5 separate regions of the Mus musculus genome follow, and all the other regions are linked to region 4. A link is a contact called in public HiChIP or PLAC-seq, Micro-C and promoter capture Hi-C data. All regions are on one chromosome and are shown on one strand. Each heading gives the region's core, a stretch centred on a gene start, on an enhancer-like site or on the middle of the called end of the contact. The rest is flanking DNA. Distances are from core to core; before and after follow the strand shown.

Region 1 (2,700 bases), core at 80-2,579, 650 kb before region 4:
TGGATTTTCTTATATTTGTTTTAAAACTTTTCTTGAATGATTCGCTTTGCTCCCGACATCCTCTTGCACCTTCAGAGTGTTATATGACACCAGAATGGTAAATTTATTGAGGCTTTCGATTTTAATTAGTTTTTTCCCCATATTTTCCCTGAAAAGTTAATCCTCTTTTAATGAAATTGTAAAATATAAGCAAATCTTACACGACACTTTTATCACCTTCTCATTTGAGATCAAAAGTCTAACTGTACAGCCTTCTAAAGTTAGACCGAATTCTAAGTGTGTATTAAAATGGTAATTTTTATCTCTGATCAATGGCCGAGCTTTAATTTGTTTGAGCAAAATAAAACAACATAGATAATGGTTCAGAGTTGCATCTCAACATGTTTTAGAGAATGATTATATTACTATAGTGCTTTTTTTTACCTCTGTTTGAAGTATGGCAAGAAGTAGATTCTTAACTTAAAAACTTAATAGGTTTGTACTATTCATCAGAACAGAACTTGCTATATAACTTCTTGATACGGAAAAGGATTCACTCATATCTTTTGCTGTTTTATGATGTAAAATAGCACCTACTGTTACTTTTGGGTGATCATAAAAATCTAGTGCATGTGCCCATGGGTGAGCTCCCAGACTTGGGATTAACTCTGCTTGGGGATAAAGAAAATATCTGATCTTTAATGTCTATTCTAAGTTTTCCAACCAACTCTTTACAGGGCTGAGATGACTTTGTTTTTTTTTTTTTTTTCTTTATCATTTTAAGTCAGTACTTTCCATTTAATTTAGGCACCTTGGTTTATATTGGTTTAGATTTCATCCTTATTTATGATCAAAGTATAGGCTCACTTTGTAGCCTTATGCTGAGAATTTATAACCACCTTATAAATGTCCCTTGTCCCTTGATTTATGATAGGGCTCCATCTAGGAACCCATGACCTCTTTATCCAAGGTCCTTACTCATTGCTCATCTCAGGGACCAGTTGAAATTCATTAGTTTAGGTACCTGTGGAAATAAGCAAACCAACATGGAGACAATGTCAGCATTATCTTCAGCTTCTCTGGGCCAGGTGTCAACACAGTGAAAGGAAACAATGTGTCCTGTGCAAGTCTCGTCTGCTTAGACGAGAATTAAACTTTGTCCTGGAGTCATCAGAGAGGGAGAGAGAAAAGGCGACACTAGTTTTGGGTAATGAAATTAATTGAGAAAAAGCCAGTCTAGCTGTCAAATGAGGAGAACCTTGGGAAGAAAAGCAGCTTCGAAAGGTCAGTGCGCAGCAAGTTGTAATCTTTACCATCTGTGCTCGGGCTGGTCGGATTCTGAGGCTGTCATCTGCAGTCTTCCTGGAAAAGAACAGACAAGGGAAAAACGGCTTGCCCAACAGGGAGCCTGGATGTACTTAGCTGGATGGAAAATGAAAACACTACATGGTATAAACTCGGGGTGACCCATACTTTCCCTTCCCCTTGACCTACGCGGGTCCACAGTTTCCACCAAACACAGGGACAGCAAATTGAAGGGACTCAGACTCCAACAAAATGCACTCTTCTATTTACAAGGCTAGTCGCTGGGCGGCTGGACTCAGGTTGGACATTCTTCCTGTCTGACTCTGTGTTCTCATGCCAGATAACATGGCTGGCTTCCTTTGTGTCTAACAGGAACTATTTTAAAAAGAGGTAGAAGCAGGCGGTTGGGTTCTCTTTGTCGGAAGGTTTGGCAGGCATCACGCAATCGGGAGTGCTCTGAATCTGTTTGGTTTCTCTTTACTCTATTCTAGGCTGTAACGGAGACTCTGCTGTAATTGTAGATTTCATGCTTCTATGACTTTTACCCAATATACAATAGCTTTTGATTACTGAACACGGTAATTACTTTCACTTACGTTACTTCTGAAGAATAAAAAATGAAAACTAAAAAAAAAAAATTGTATGCAGTATTTGTATGTTTATACATATTTACATGTGCTATATATTCATAAACACTGTACATCATGTTATTATTTACTCAATGCCTTTCCCTATATACACTTCAAATGACTATTAGAATAATGTGGATTACGATTAATTTTTTAAAAAGTGTGAGACATGTTATTTAATTTGCTACCATAATTTATAAAAACAAATGTTTTCAAAATTAGTGTCACAATATCAATGTCTGGGTTTTTGTTGTTGTTTGAAAAGTTTCAATCTTTCATAGGATTTCAGGACTAACTAATGCTAATCTTTCCCACAGTATTAACTCCAGTTATGACGGTCCTCATTGGAAGCATCAGCACATCTCATTAGCTCCAGCTCTCTTTTCTTTCTTATCTCTTTCCCTCACTCCCTTCCTTCCTTCTGTCACTCCCTTCTTCTCTCTTTCTTCCCTCTTTCTTTCCTTTCCTCCTACTTTTCTTTCTCTCACACCCTCTCTCTTCTCTCCCTCTCTCTTCTCTGTCTATTCTTCCTGTTTGTTGGCTACCAATTTCTTAGGCGAGATAGACTATCCATCTTTGAAGAAAGCTTAAGTCACTGGATTCTCTAAGGGAAGGTAAAAGATTCTATCCTTCAAGGAAGCATTTGATCTCAGGAAATAGACAAGTCAAAACCTTTAGGAAGTCCCTGAAACTGAACAGGTTCACTAGTTTTTACCCTGAAGCATATATAAGCAATAAAGACTTCTGAGAGACACTCTCAGGAAATGTGAGCTTCATAGAAAATCTC
Region 2 (2,700 bases), core at 168-2,667, 680 kb before region 4:
AGGAGTTGATTCCCTGTGTTTAATTCTGGGAGCCTCCATCTAAACTCTATGTCTACGTTCTTAAACTTGACTTTTATACACAGAGAAGCAGGCATTCTTTTTGGGATTTGTTAAAACTGCTCCCTATATTTTCTTCTTAGAAAGCCAAGGTTGTCCTTCTTACAGCCGTTTAGAGGTGCTTGCCATATCCCCAAGAAATCTTCCTCGCCTTTCCTACTCTTTACAATATTTTAAGTTACAATTGCAATCAACTCTGTGTAATATGGGACCAAAGCTTTGTGCTCCAGAAAGTGAAATATTATTGCTGTGATTTCTTCCCCATCTCTTCCATCCCTACCATGGAATTCAGAGACATCCCCACTATGTCTCTGAATTCAGGGTGCTCACTTAGGGCTCTCACATTTTCTAATATTAAATCATTTACTCCAAGAGAGGAACATATTGGAAGGTTGTATGTCCAAAGTATCAGGAACCTTCCTTGTCTGAACGAAAAGACCTTGGCTTTGAGATCTGACTGGAGTGGGTATGAAGTGACAAGCAGATGCAAGAGTGCTTTTTAACATTGCGGGGGGGCAGGAAAGGAAATCTTGTGCCCGTTCTTCTTTGTTGTGCACTCTTAATGCTTAGGAACATGTTGCAGGTTTTCTGGAAGTCCCACTGAGGAAAATTAAATGCAGCCTGAGACAGCCTGCGCTCAGCACATTGTAGTTGCTCAATAAAGCCTCGTTGAAAGGAATTAAGCTTTACCAATGGCTTAGTGCCAAGAAAGCCATCTGTGAGAATGGGGCACGCTCAAGTTCAGGTGCTCCCTGTGTGGCTTTATTTGGGCCAGGTGTTGAGTAAAGGGACCTTGAACCTCAGTGCTACAGAGAAGTGTAGAAAGATTTTAAAGTTAAATCAAGCACAGTTCTGTCTTCCTTTTTTTTTTTTTTTCTTTAAACTACCTTGCTAGTTTTCCATCACCCTGTGAAGAAGGCCCCGAAGACAGTTGTCATTTGGCAGTTTAGATCCACAAGAGTCAGGACAGTTACAGTGACAAGTTACATCTGCAAGACTCACCAGTTGAAGCGTGACAGAAATGCCTAGGTGTTGGAGAAGCCGGAGTTGCAAGAAGCTAGCTATGCTGTGATTCAAACATGAACTCTCCTGAAACTAGACAGCATTGTTCCTGTGCCAGATCTATTTACACCACCTCCACAGAGATCTCCTTCCCACAAGACTTAATCACTCACTGGAGTACCACGCACATTCAAAAGTCATGTGTGTGGCATTCATTAGGAGAGGAAAAACAACAGAAAATAGCTCAGCAATATATCTGCTTCCCCCAGGAAGGGCGGAATGACTCCCACAGACAACCAAGCCTTAGGGTACAGATGATGAAAATGAGTGAGAGGGAGTGGTGGCCAGGCCAGAGTCTCTCAGTAGGTGGGGTGTGGACTTGCTCAAGCTCCTTGCCTCACCCTGTCAACCTCATTACTCACAGTGCTCCAAATGACTCCAACTCCTTCTCTCTTAGTTCCGGGGGACCAGTTGGCTCATTGTGCTATATGGGGGATGTTTATATGCTCTGGGGGAAGAGAGTCCCTAAGTATTAGATACATTTCTGTTAGAATGGGATCTGCCCCATCCCTGCAGCACAAATCAAGCACAGCTCCCAGTATTGTAGCTGGTCTTTTCATTGGTATGTGGTGGCTGGATTTCTTTTAAGAACTCTGACTTTTTAGCACTGTATTGGGATAAGCAGGGGTCTTTCAGGGGTCCCCCAAAGGCTCCAGTTTTTCTGCAGTTCAGCAAAATGATGGCAATAATAATAACCTCAGGCCCTAACACACATGAACTGAACTCCTGCGTTTCCAATACCAATGGGACCCCTATGTCGTAGGTGAGGAGGAGAAGAGAAACTGTAATTATGGGAATCCAGCCACGTCTGAAAACCAGAAACATCGAAAATGAAGTTAAGCATATTTGGAAAGCGTCCACCCTGTTTTAGATGTATAAATAACGACAGAATTCATACTTCTGATGTCTCCGGAGTTAACTTTTTTCAGTGCAAGTCTTTCCTCGCGTAGGCATCCTAAGACAGATTTCCTCTCACTATTAGAACAGACTCAACTTCGAAGAGATTGACCCCAGAGTCTGGGACCAAAAATAATGATATCATTGGAAATGTTCACATGAACAGTCACTAAGGTTGTTGCCTCCCTTTCCTGTAATGATTTTGACACTCTTTCCAAGGATGTCCCCCTTCCTTTGTTTTTGCAAGAACCATACACTGAAATCATCTGATCGCAGGCTCTGTATAGCTAGGCTCAGCATTGGCAAGCAGAACAGCATAGGCTATCGAAAGACAGCTAAGGGCAGTGAGAAGATCTCACACTGAAGCTCTGTGTTGGGCCATTTTTCCAGCATCTTTCTGAAGATAAGTGTCAGGAAGTATTGTTTTTCTGCTGATCAAATTAGCCATGGGTTTACTGTGGCTGTTGGAAACAAGCAAGGGCTCACATGCAGCTACGAGATTGAAAAGGGACCAGTGAATAACAATGAGGCTTATCTGGATAAAATCATACCGATCTGATTCAATTTCTTTTAGCAGAAAATTTATATTGAGGAGTTGGTAATGTGAGGTGCACTTGAATACTTTCATTTAGACATAGATTTTATTTTCACTGGAAATAACTCACCATAAATACTCTTAATGAA
Region 3 (2,700 bases), core at 21-2,520, 860 kb before region 4:
AAACACTGAGCAACTCTGTCTCCATAATCAAGAATATTTCATGAGGACTGGCATAGCTACTTAATAAAGGTCATTGTAGAGGATTTCTTTATGTTGTTATAATAACAACGGTGCTCCCATTCTACTAGTCATACATGTCAATACAATTGAGCTATATTCTATGAAATCTCTAGAAGGATTTTCAATGCTGACAGGACATAACTAGACTTACTTTGTCAGGAACAAGAAGCCTGGGGAGATGGCTCAGCAGTTAAGAGTACTTGCTGCTTCTATGAAGGATTATGGTTTAGTTCTTAGCTCCCATATAACTGCTAACAATATTTAGTAATTCTAGTTTAAGGGGATATAATGCCATTTTCTGGACTTCACACACACACTGCATACGTATGGCACACATGAACATATGCAAGCAAAACACTCATGAGTAAAATAAAATAAAATAATTTTAATTGAAACAAGAATAGCGTAGTCCTATTTTAAATAAGACAAGACAAGCCCATACTAATGACATAAAGTTGAAACACTCCATATAATAAAATATGAGTAAATGCACAAAGAATAAGGAAGCCAGAGAACATCCTAATAGCAACATCAAGTGGACTTGGCCAATCACTAACTGAACATGGATAGGATTGTTTCTTATGCAGATTGTCACATTGTATGCTTCGAAAAGACGTCAAATCTGTGGAAAAACAAAGCTCAATCTGAGGGCGTGTTAAATAGTGAATGTCAATGAGGTCTGTAACCTAATTGTGCCAAAGACAGTTAATTTAAAGAATCTGTTCCTTGGTCAATGGGTGATAGATACATTGGAAGTCACCAGTACCAAATTAGCTCTGGTTACCAAGGAGACTTTGGGAAGAGGAGTGTTAGCATGGGGACTTTTGTGTACGTAGAAATTTAGCAAAGAGAGAAATTATCACCAGGGGAGGCCAAGAGGAAAACTTCAGAGAAATAGGAGAAGTAGAGAAGGGTGAGGGTTAGAGAAAATAACAGGACTATAAAATGTAACATTGCTAAATAAGTGCCCTATAGAAAGAAAGAAAAAAAAAAACACAGAAACAAACAGAAAGGCTTTCCCTTTGACAACTTTTGTAAAAGTACAAACAGGACCGACGCTGAAGTGCCACTGACTAGAAGTTGCTGTCCTTGCAGAAACATATACAAAAAAGGACACAGTCACCTCTGAGCTTGTATTTAACAGATGCAGAAGGGGTGTCGAGAGATGGAGTCAGCATGAAGGCCAAGCTAAGAAGTTTGAACTATATCTCAGCGGCAGCATCAAAGCCTTGCAAGTAGGGCAGAGATAATTTCAGGCTTTTGCTTCAGAGAGAACATTCTGACAGCTCTGAGGAGGAAACATGGACTGGGGCCAACATGACAAGGGAGATAAGCTGAGAGCTTTAGGACATTTCAGCCAGAGAGAGGGAGACCTTCCTGAGGCCATAGCAAGTGGGCAGTCAACCCATGACTACTTTCTGAGACTTGCTTTTCTGTCTGATAATGTGGGGCTTCTCCCTGGATCCTACAGCTCCTGATAGCAGCCTGCCCAAGAGAGATCAGAATAAGGTTGTTCATTGTAGCGATATTGATATTGTATGATTGCCCTTGGCATTCACTGAGTCAAGATTCTAGTCTGCACTTCACCATGGCCTCAGCTCTAGTCTTAAGGACAGATGATGGTATGAAAACCATTGCAGAGTCCTTAAGATACAATCAAATATATTCTTTATTTTTTTATTAGGTATTTTCCTCGTTTACATTTTCAATGCTATCCCAAAGGTCCCCCATACCCACCCCCCAACCCCCTACCCACCCACTCCCCCTTTTTGACCCTGGCGTTCCCCTGTACTGGGGCATATAAAGTTTGCAAGTCCAATGGGCCTCTCTTTCCAGTGATGGCCAACTAGGCCATCTTTTGATACATATGCAGCTAGAGTCAAGAGCTCCGGGGTATTGGTTAGTTCATATTGTTATTCCACCTATAGGGTTCCAGATCCCTTTAGCTCCTTGGGTACATTCTCTAGCTCCTCCATTGGGGGCCGTGTGACCCATCCAATAGCTGACTGTGATCATCCACTTCTGTGTTTGCTAGGCCCCGGCATAGTCTCACAAGAGGGAGCTATATCTGGGTCCTTTCAGCAAAATCTTGCTAGTGTATGCAATGGTGTCAGCATTTGGAAGCTGATTATGGGATGGATCCCTGCATATGGCAATCACTAGATGGTCCATCCTTTCGTCACAGCTCCAAATTTTGTCTCTGTAACTCCTTCCATGGGTGATTTGTCTTCTGTGCTTTAGGAACATCATTTGTGTGGCATAATTCCTATCAATTATCCTATACTCAAACCCCTACCTTATGATAGAGTCAAAGTCAGCATTTATTTGGAAAATAGTGGAATTCACCTAGGGGTATGTTCCCTGACCCCGGACAACATGTGGAGACATTTTGATTTTAACAATCGGTCAGGAAGAGGCACATTGTTGTTGGTATCTAGAGAGTGAAAGATACTGTTAAGAATTCTGCAGTGTATTAGGTTTCTCTGCACCAAAGCCAACCTGACAACAAAGGACTATCAGGGCTCAGAGGTTAATAGTGCCAACGGTAATCAAGTACCCCAAAACTGGGATATTATTTTTTGAGCAACAGCATCTTGGCATTCCTTTTCATAAAGATGTGTATTTGTGGTTATCTCCTTT
Region 4 (2,700 bases), core at 101-2,600:
GCTGGATGGATAGATAGATGGATGTACGGAGTGGGAAGAATCGATGAGACAGATGCACAGCTAATGCGCGCAGGTTGGAACACGAACACAGGCCGGAGCCCACGTTCACACACTGTGCGCACTCGCTTACCCGGCACAAAACGTCCAGGTTCCTGCAGACACCCGCGCCAGGCACACATTTGCCCTCAAACACACACACACACACACACACACACACACACACACACACACACACACACACACGAGAGGAGGGGGAGAGAGACAGACAGAGATAGAGAGACAGGGACACATAAGGACAGAAATAGACACAGAGAGTGTTCCTTTCCCCCTAGGCCCATCACAAACTAAATGGTCACCACCTCTCCCCTCACCTCGGACAGAAAAACAGACAAACAATCCTTCCAGAACGTCGCAATAGACAAACAGAAAACGGCACACGAATGGGTCCCGTCGGTCATGCCTGTCCTTCTAGACTAGTCCAGTACCCCATACTGGAGAGAGAAGCTTACAGTGGGGTATGTTTAATTCGCTGACTGGTCCCCTAGTTTTGCTGGATGAGCTAAGGATCTGGGGTAGGGGAGAGGTAGGCCTGAGATTGCAACCTCCAGGGTGCGCGGCCCGATGGAGAAAAAGGTGTCTGAGGCCCGGTGCTAGAAATCAGGTCACCGGCGCCCGACAAGCGGCGCCACCACCGCTGCGCGCTCCGGAGACCAAGCAGCCGGGTCCCGGGAAGCGCTGCGCTGGGAAAACTTTGCAAAAACCCGGGCTCGCAAGGCTTGGACAAGAGGCCGGGCGCTCTGCGCTCTACGTTTGGGTTTCCCTTCTCGCCTGTGCTGCTGATGTAGAGGACTTTGCTCACACGTTTTTTTGTTTTGTTTTCAAATCCCGGTGTATCCCCTCGGGGCGCCTTGAGCCGGCCCTGCAGGCGGATGCTGATAAACTTTGGCCTTTCGCTACAAACTTGGGCAGAGTGGCAGCTTGCATCGGTCACCCTTCTCAGTTCAGACAGCCTGATCCTCCTCAGTCCCCACTTAAGAGGATCCCCTCTGTTCGGCACTCTTCTCCGGAGTGGGAACGCGAGGCTCATGCCGCGCTCTCCACCCCCCGCCCCCCACCCTAACTGGTTCTGAGCTCCAGAAGACCATTCATCAGTGAATCACCCCCTCCGGGTCCCGGACCGCATAAGGGCTGCCGGGCTCTTACCTTCATTCGCGGGGTATACCCTAGAACCGGTGACAGCGTCGCAAATTCCAAAGAGAAACGAAAAGAGGATGAAATAGAAAATCCCAGCCATGGTTCGCCGGTGCCAACGCTGCTCCTGCCGCTTCTATCCCAGTGGAATAAATGCTTAAGTTAGGAGTGCAGCAGTCTGAAGACATTGCCAAGAGGGTGGGACCGGCCCGTGACGTACACCCGCCAGTCCAGAGCTCGTGACCAATAGCAGTGCAGAACCAGCGCCACGTCCCCACCCCCACGGTGCAGAGCCCACCCCCGAGGTCCCGCCCCCTCCAGCCTCCGCAGGGCTCAAGGTCTCCCGAGGCTGGCTTCCCAGCAGTGATGGGTCTGTGCCCCCACGAGAGGCCCCAGACCTTGTCTCGATCCTTGGGGATCGATCCCTTGGACGGCAGAGGGAACTTCGAGAGACTCCGAAAGGACGGTGGGGAAGGCCAGAAAACGTTGGCATTCCCCGCCCGGCCCCAAGTCCGGAGGTGTGCGAGGGAGAAAAGACTCCTGTTGAGATGAAATAAGTCTGAAGTTGACCTGCACCTTGGCTCTTGCCCCTTGCCGAGGTCGTCGGGTCTCTGTACTGTCCACCCCAGCTAAGGTCGGGCGCTCTCTGCTGCACGCAGCCACCCTCACTGCCAGGTTTTGTGTCTTTATGGCGTTCCTCCGTGGGAAATGCTTTGGGCTGGGGGACTTTCGTAGCTTGATAATTCCTTTCCTTCTTAGTTACCTAGCCAGGGGGACCCAGTCATCTCCCCAGCAGCAGAGCGCGGTCACTTGTCCCCAATCTTCCTAACGTTTGGAAGTGATCCCTGGCCAGGTCCGGGTGTTCACATCGACCGAGCCCACTACGGGACTATGAAGGGAGAAATCACCTCGCGACAGCCCTAGCTACCGGGAACTCACTGTGCTTTCCAGGGAGTGTCCCTGGAACCACTTCTAGCCATTCCTGGACACTTAGGTGTAGAAGGGGAAGGTTGTAAGAATGCGAGCACCTGCTGCACAGAAGGGACAGACAGAGGGTCGCAAGCTGCCTGGAGCAGCTACTGTGGCTCTGAACTCCGAAGTCTCCCCGGTACTGATGGGGACAGTCTCCCAGGGGACCAAAATGAGAGGCTCTACCCGCAGAAACTTGTCCCACAACCCCGCGTTGTTCTGGGTGCCAACCATCGACTTCCCAGGGACGCAGACACCATCCGGTCCTCCGATGCTCAGGCCACCGGGGAAGCCAATTTGAGCGCCAACCGCAGCTCAGCTAGCTACCAAGGGACCCGCCCCAGTTGAAACTGGGTGGCTGGTCCCCAGGCGTTTGAAGGGGTGGGATTCCAAAAGATCCACCTTCCGTGCTCGCCTCAAGCTGCCCCTCCTTTGGCTCCCTCCCGGGCCAGATTTTCCTCCTCCAAGTCTGGGTCTCAGCCTGAGTGGAGTTTGAGTGGAGGCACTTTGCAAACAGCAGGGGCAGAGTATCTACGTGAA
Region 5 (2,700 bases), core at 34-2,533, 680 kb after region 4:
CCGATAAGGGTATAGTAGGCAAGGGTTGGGGAGGCTCCCGAAAGGAGACACAGGTGACAGCAGGTATCACCTGTTACACTTAAAAAATAAAAATGGCAGCGAGCCTAGCTGTGGACACCACTGCCGAAATGACCGCCCTTGCACGTCACGTTTTACTCTGGATCGAGGTCGAAGGGCTCCTCCAGAACCCCAGTCTCCTGCTTTTACTTCCCAAATTATTTGGTCGGGTTCGGGTTTGCAGTAATTTCTACCTCCCCGAAATTTCCCAGCACCTTTAAGCAAACCGAAAGGCATTGCCAACCATTTTAGAAACTTCGAGATGCCACTTGAGTTGAGTGGAATTTGCTAATCAATGCTAAAACTTTTCAACTAGGAAGGGCCACCAGAATTTTTCACAGCAGGAAAATTCTTGCCGAACTAATAGTAGTTATTCAAAAGTGAACGCAGCCCGCACAATTTCGTAGCAACTTTAGGTGAACAGAAAGAGAACTTGCTTCCGGCGCTGCGAAGCTTGTTCACCTTTCTCACGGCAGCAATTCCGAAACAACAGGGCAAAGTGGAGCCGGCAGGAGCAGGCCAGGCAAGCTCCGAGAGCTTGTAGTGAGCTTAGCACTCCGTTTGCAGCCAGAACGTGAAATGGGGCTTCTCCCGCTCTCCACGAGAACCCCCTCCCCACTTTTGCTTCTTGGGTTGAGAAGTACCACGGGAAGAGGCTCCCGGTAAGGCACGAGTGGAGGCCCTGGAGACCAGGATTGGGGTGCGGCAGCCAATCCCAGGCCCGGGGATCCGGACGAGCTGAGGCCCTAACATACCTTCCAGCGGGAAGCCGCTGCGTGGGTAATTCTGCCCCGGGCCGGGCCGCATCATCCTGGGCACAGCGCCGGCCAGCGTGGTCATCCTGGGGGCAGCTTCGCTCGCAAATTATATCCAGGTGAAGGCGAGACGAAAAAGCGAGCACAGTGCGGCGGGTGACCCTCGGGAACTCTCCGGATCTCGGAGAGCTCCTCCCCCAAAAAAGGCCAGAGAGGGAGGCGGGGCGCGGGGAGGGGGGCGCTAATAGATCCAAGTCCACAGGCTCCAGAGGAGTCCCTTGAGTGCAGGATCCCAAGCCCAGGGCGGACGAGTTTGGTGCGAGTCTAGCAGATCGGCCCCTCAGCTGGGGCTACTGGCAAAGGTGCTCACTGCACCGCGAAGATCGGGTGAGGGAGGGTGGTGACGAGGCAGGAACACGTCCCAAGTCTCCTCCCGTCGTGACACCGAGTGCAGGGATCCGGACTAGGGAGCATTTATTAGTTCTTTCACCCAAAGCTTGATCAGGAGCCCTGAGCTGCGATTGGCCGAGGAGGAGACCGTCCCGGGTGGCAAAGACACGCGCTGATTGGGCGACAGAAGCTACTTTCTCTTCCCATCCCTGACGGTCCCCAGGCCTCCGCCGACCCAGAGGGGGACTAGCTCTGTGTCCCTTTCTCAAGAGAAGGGTGGACAGGTTGAAACTAGGAGAGGCAGCTTGGGTGGCAAGAGCCAGTGAGGATGGAAAAAGGCTCGCGGTGTCCCTGTCCCTCTACATGAGATTCAGCCTTGATCATCTTGGTTTTCTATTACTCTGTCCTAATCTCTTTCCGCCTTTCTCTGGAAACCTTGCTATATCCGCCCCTTATTTCCTCTGTCTGCCCCTGCTTTTCACCTGTGGATTTCGCTTCGGGATTACTAATACGGAGATGGCGGTGGAGCAAATTTGGAAAGGGGCACAGAGAATTCCGGATGTGTTTCCTTTTCCTTTCTCTGGTCTGCCTCTGGGCCTGAGCTCCCTATGTGAGCCTCCCAGAAAGGCATCTCTCAGGAAGAGTCCAAGATGTGCCCAGAAGGTCCTTTTGTCTTTCTTAGGCTGGGAATGAAAGACAGGTGGCATAGCCATGACAGAGACTGAAGAGGTTAGGCCTCCCCTGGGCTCCAAGTTGCAAGCAATGGGGAAGCCAGCTCCTTTTCTTGGTTTAAAAACCCTTCTGAGAAGCGGGGACTTTAAATCTCCACGTACACATTCATCCCCGATGCACTTGCATCTATATGTTGAGGTTTTGCCCGGGTGCAGCGTTTGTTCTCAGGAATTTATTATGGCATTCAGACTAAACTGCTGGAAAAATAAAAGAAGCAACGTCTTGGCTAGGAGCTGAAGTGTCCCCAGCAGGATATGACGCCAGGAGTGTTGTAAAGACTGTCTGTCCTTAGAGAAGGTACCATTGTGCCTAGCCTTTTATTTATAACTTGGTAAGTGCCAGCGAACACTCCTCCCTTACACCCCCCTCCCGTGCCAGCCCCACGTTCTGCGCTGCTCTTTATTCCCTCAAGTCTATTCAGGGACTGTCACTCTGGGGCCGAGAGGTATTCAGGGCCTTAATCAATCAAAAGGATGAGAATCAGGCAGGTTTTTTCCCCTTTGAAATAAAGGAAACAATGACTTCTGGGCTTCAAGTTCCCTTTTCTTTTTATGATATTTGAATTTTTCCTGCCCCTGAATCCTCCAACCCTCTCTCCATGTCCTCCCCCCCCCCATCTCCTTTGACAGTTTTGATGTGAACTCAGGCCCCCAATCCTACTTGCCCACCCCCTAATTAAGGCAAACTCAAGGGGGGGGGGCGTGCGTGTAGTTGTTCAAAGTCCCTGAGCTGGCCCTTTAAGAGTTCACTCCCAGTGGAGAAAGCT

What was found. Promoter capture Hi-C pulls out the DNA fragments that hold promoters and counts their contacts. Hi-C and Micro-C count contacts between places; a contact is called where the count stands out from the background. HiChIP or PLAC-seq counts read pairs in DNA pulled down with a chosen protein or histone mark.
Region 1: an H3K4me3 HiChIP or PLAC-seq map of craniofacial prominence shows a contact between it and region 4, with 5 times the contacts expected there. The contact joins the enhancer-like site here to the promoter of Epha4 in region 4. A contact is called at or near these places in 6 of 39 promoter capture datasets (the 3T3-L1 cell line, the SN4741 cell line, embryonic stem cells and 2 more), 8 of 484 Hi-C or Micro-C datasets (cerebellar granule neurons, cerebral cortex, embryonic stem cells and 4 more), 19 of 115 datasets of contacts at active chromatin or transcription factors (astrocytes, bone marrow-derived macrophages, craniofacial prominence and 12 more) and 2 of 9 other capture datasets (adipose tissue and embryonic stem cells).
Region 2: a promoter capture Hi-C map of hippocampal neurons shows a contact between it and region 4, with 31 times the contacts expected there. The contact joins the enhancer-like site here to the promoter of Epha4 in region 4. A contact is called at or near these places in 4 of 39 promoter capture datasets (the 3T3-L1 cell line, hippocampal neurons and liver), 6 of 484 Hi-C or Micro-C datasets (the HL-1 cell line, cortical neurons, embryonic stem cells and 2 more), 15 of 115 datasets of contacts at active chromatin or transcription factors (craniofacial prominence, embryonic basal ganglia, embryonic forebrain and 9 more) and 3 of 9 other capture datasets (adipose tissue, embryonic stem cells and liver).
Region 3: a contact with region 4 is called in an H3K27ac HiChIP or PLAC-seq map of heart atrium, with 13 times the contacts expected there. The contact joins the enhancer-like site here to the promoter of Epha4 in region 4. A contact is called at or near these places in 3 of 39 promoter capture datasets (the SN4741 cell line, hippocampal neurons and stem cell-derived epiblast-like cells), 7 of 484 Hi-C or Micro-C datasets (cerebellar granule neurons, cranial neural crest, embryonic fibroblasts and 3 more), 15 of 115 datasets of contacts at active chromatin or transcription factors (astrocytes, craniofacial prominence, embryonic basal ganglia and 10 more) and 2 of 9 other capture datasets (adipose tissue and embryonic stem cells).
Region 5: a Micro-C map of embryonic stem cells shows a contact between it and region 4, with 5 times the contacts expected there. The contact joins the promoter of Pax3 here to the promoter of Epha4 in region 4. A contact is called at or near these places in 2 of 484 Hi-C or Micro-C datasets (both in embryonic stem cells) and 2 of 115 datasets of contacts at active chromatin or transcription factors (embryonic stem cells and pancreatic cancer cells).

Annotation. Positions count from the first base shown.
Region 1 is chr1:76,865,117-76,867,816 of GRCm38.p6, forward strand. No RefSeq gene overlaps it. Among named protein-coding and RNA genes, the nearest start is that of Mir6343, 360 kb to the left of the region's middle. Within about 2 kb of position 1,330, at least 29 of the 459 cell types and tissues checked have an H3K27ac peak or open chromatin away from gene starts, as enhancers often do. A contact at or near this core is called in cerebral cortex, craniofacial prominence and hippocampal neurons, where this site is marked.
Region 2 is chr1:76,834,079-76,836,778 of GRCm38.p6, forward strand. No RefSeq gene overlaps it. Among named protein-coding and RNA genes, the nearest start is that of Mir6343, 330 kb to the left of the region's middle. Within about 2 kb of position 1,418, at least 8 of the 459 cell types and tissues checked have an H3K27ac peak or open chromatin away from gene starts, as enhancers often do. A contact at or near this core is called in hippocampal neurons, where this site is marked.
Region 3 is chr1:76,657,126-76,659,825 of GRCm38.p6, forward strand. No RefSeq gene overlaps it. Among named protein-coding and RNA genes, the nearest start is that of Mir6343, 150 kb to the left of the region's middle. Within about 2 kb of position 1,271, at least 5 of the 459 cell types and tissues checked have an H3K27ac peak or open chromatin away from gene starts, as enhancers often do. A contact at or near this core is called in heart atrium, where this site is marked.
Region 4 is chr1:77,513,738-77,516,437 of GRCm38.p6, forward strand. Epha4 (Eph receptor A4) reads right to left here and starts at 1,351. Exons shown (of 18, transcript NM_007936.3): 1 at 1,204-1,351. The coding sequence starts at 1,294.
Region 5 is chr1:78,195,853-78,198,552 of GRCm38.p6, forward strand. Pax3 (paired box 3) reads right to left here and starts at 1,284. Exons shown (of 8, transcript NM_008781.4): 1 at 813-1,284. The coding sequence starts at 897. RefSeq lists a promoter at 848-2,700, an enhancer at 2,003-2,613 and cis regulatory regions at 2,003-2,235, 2,391-2,613.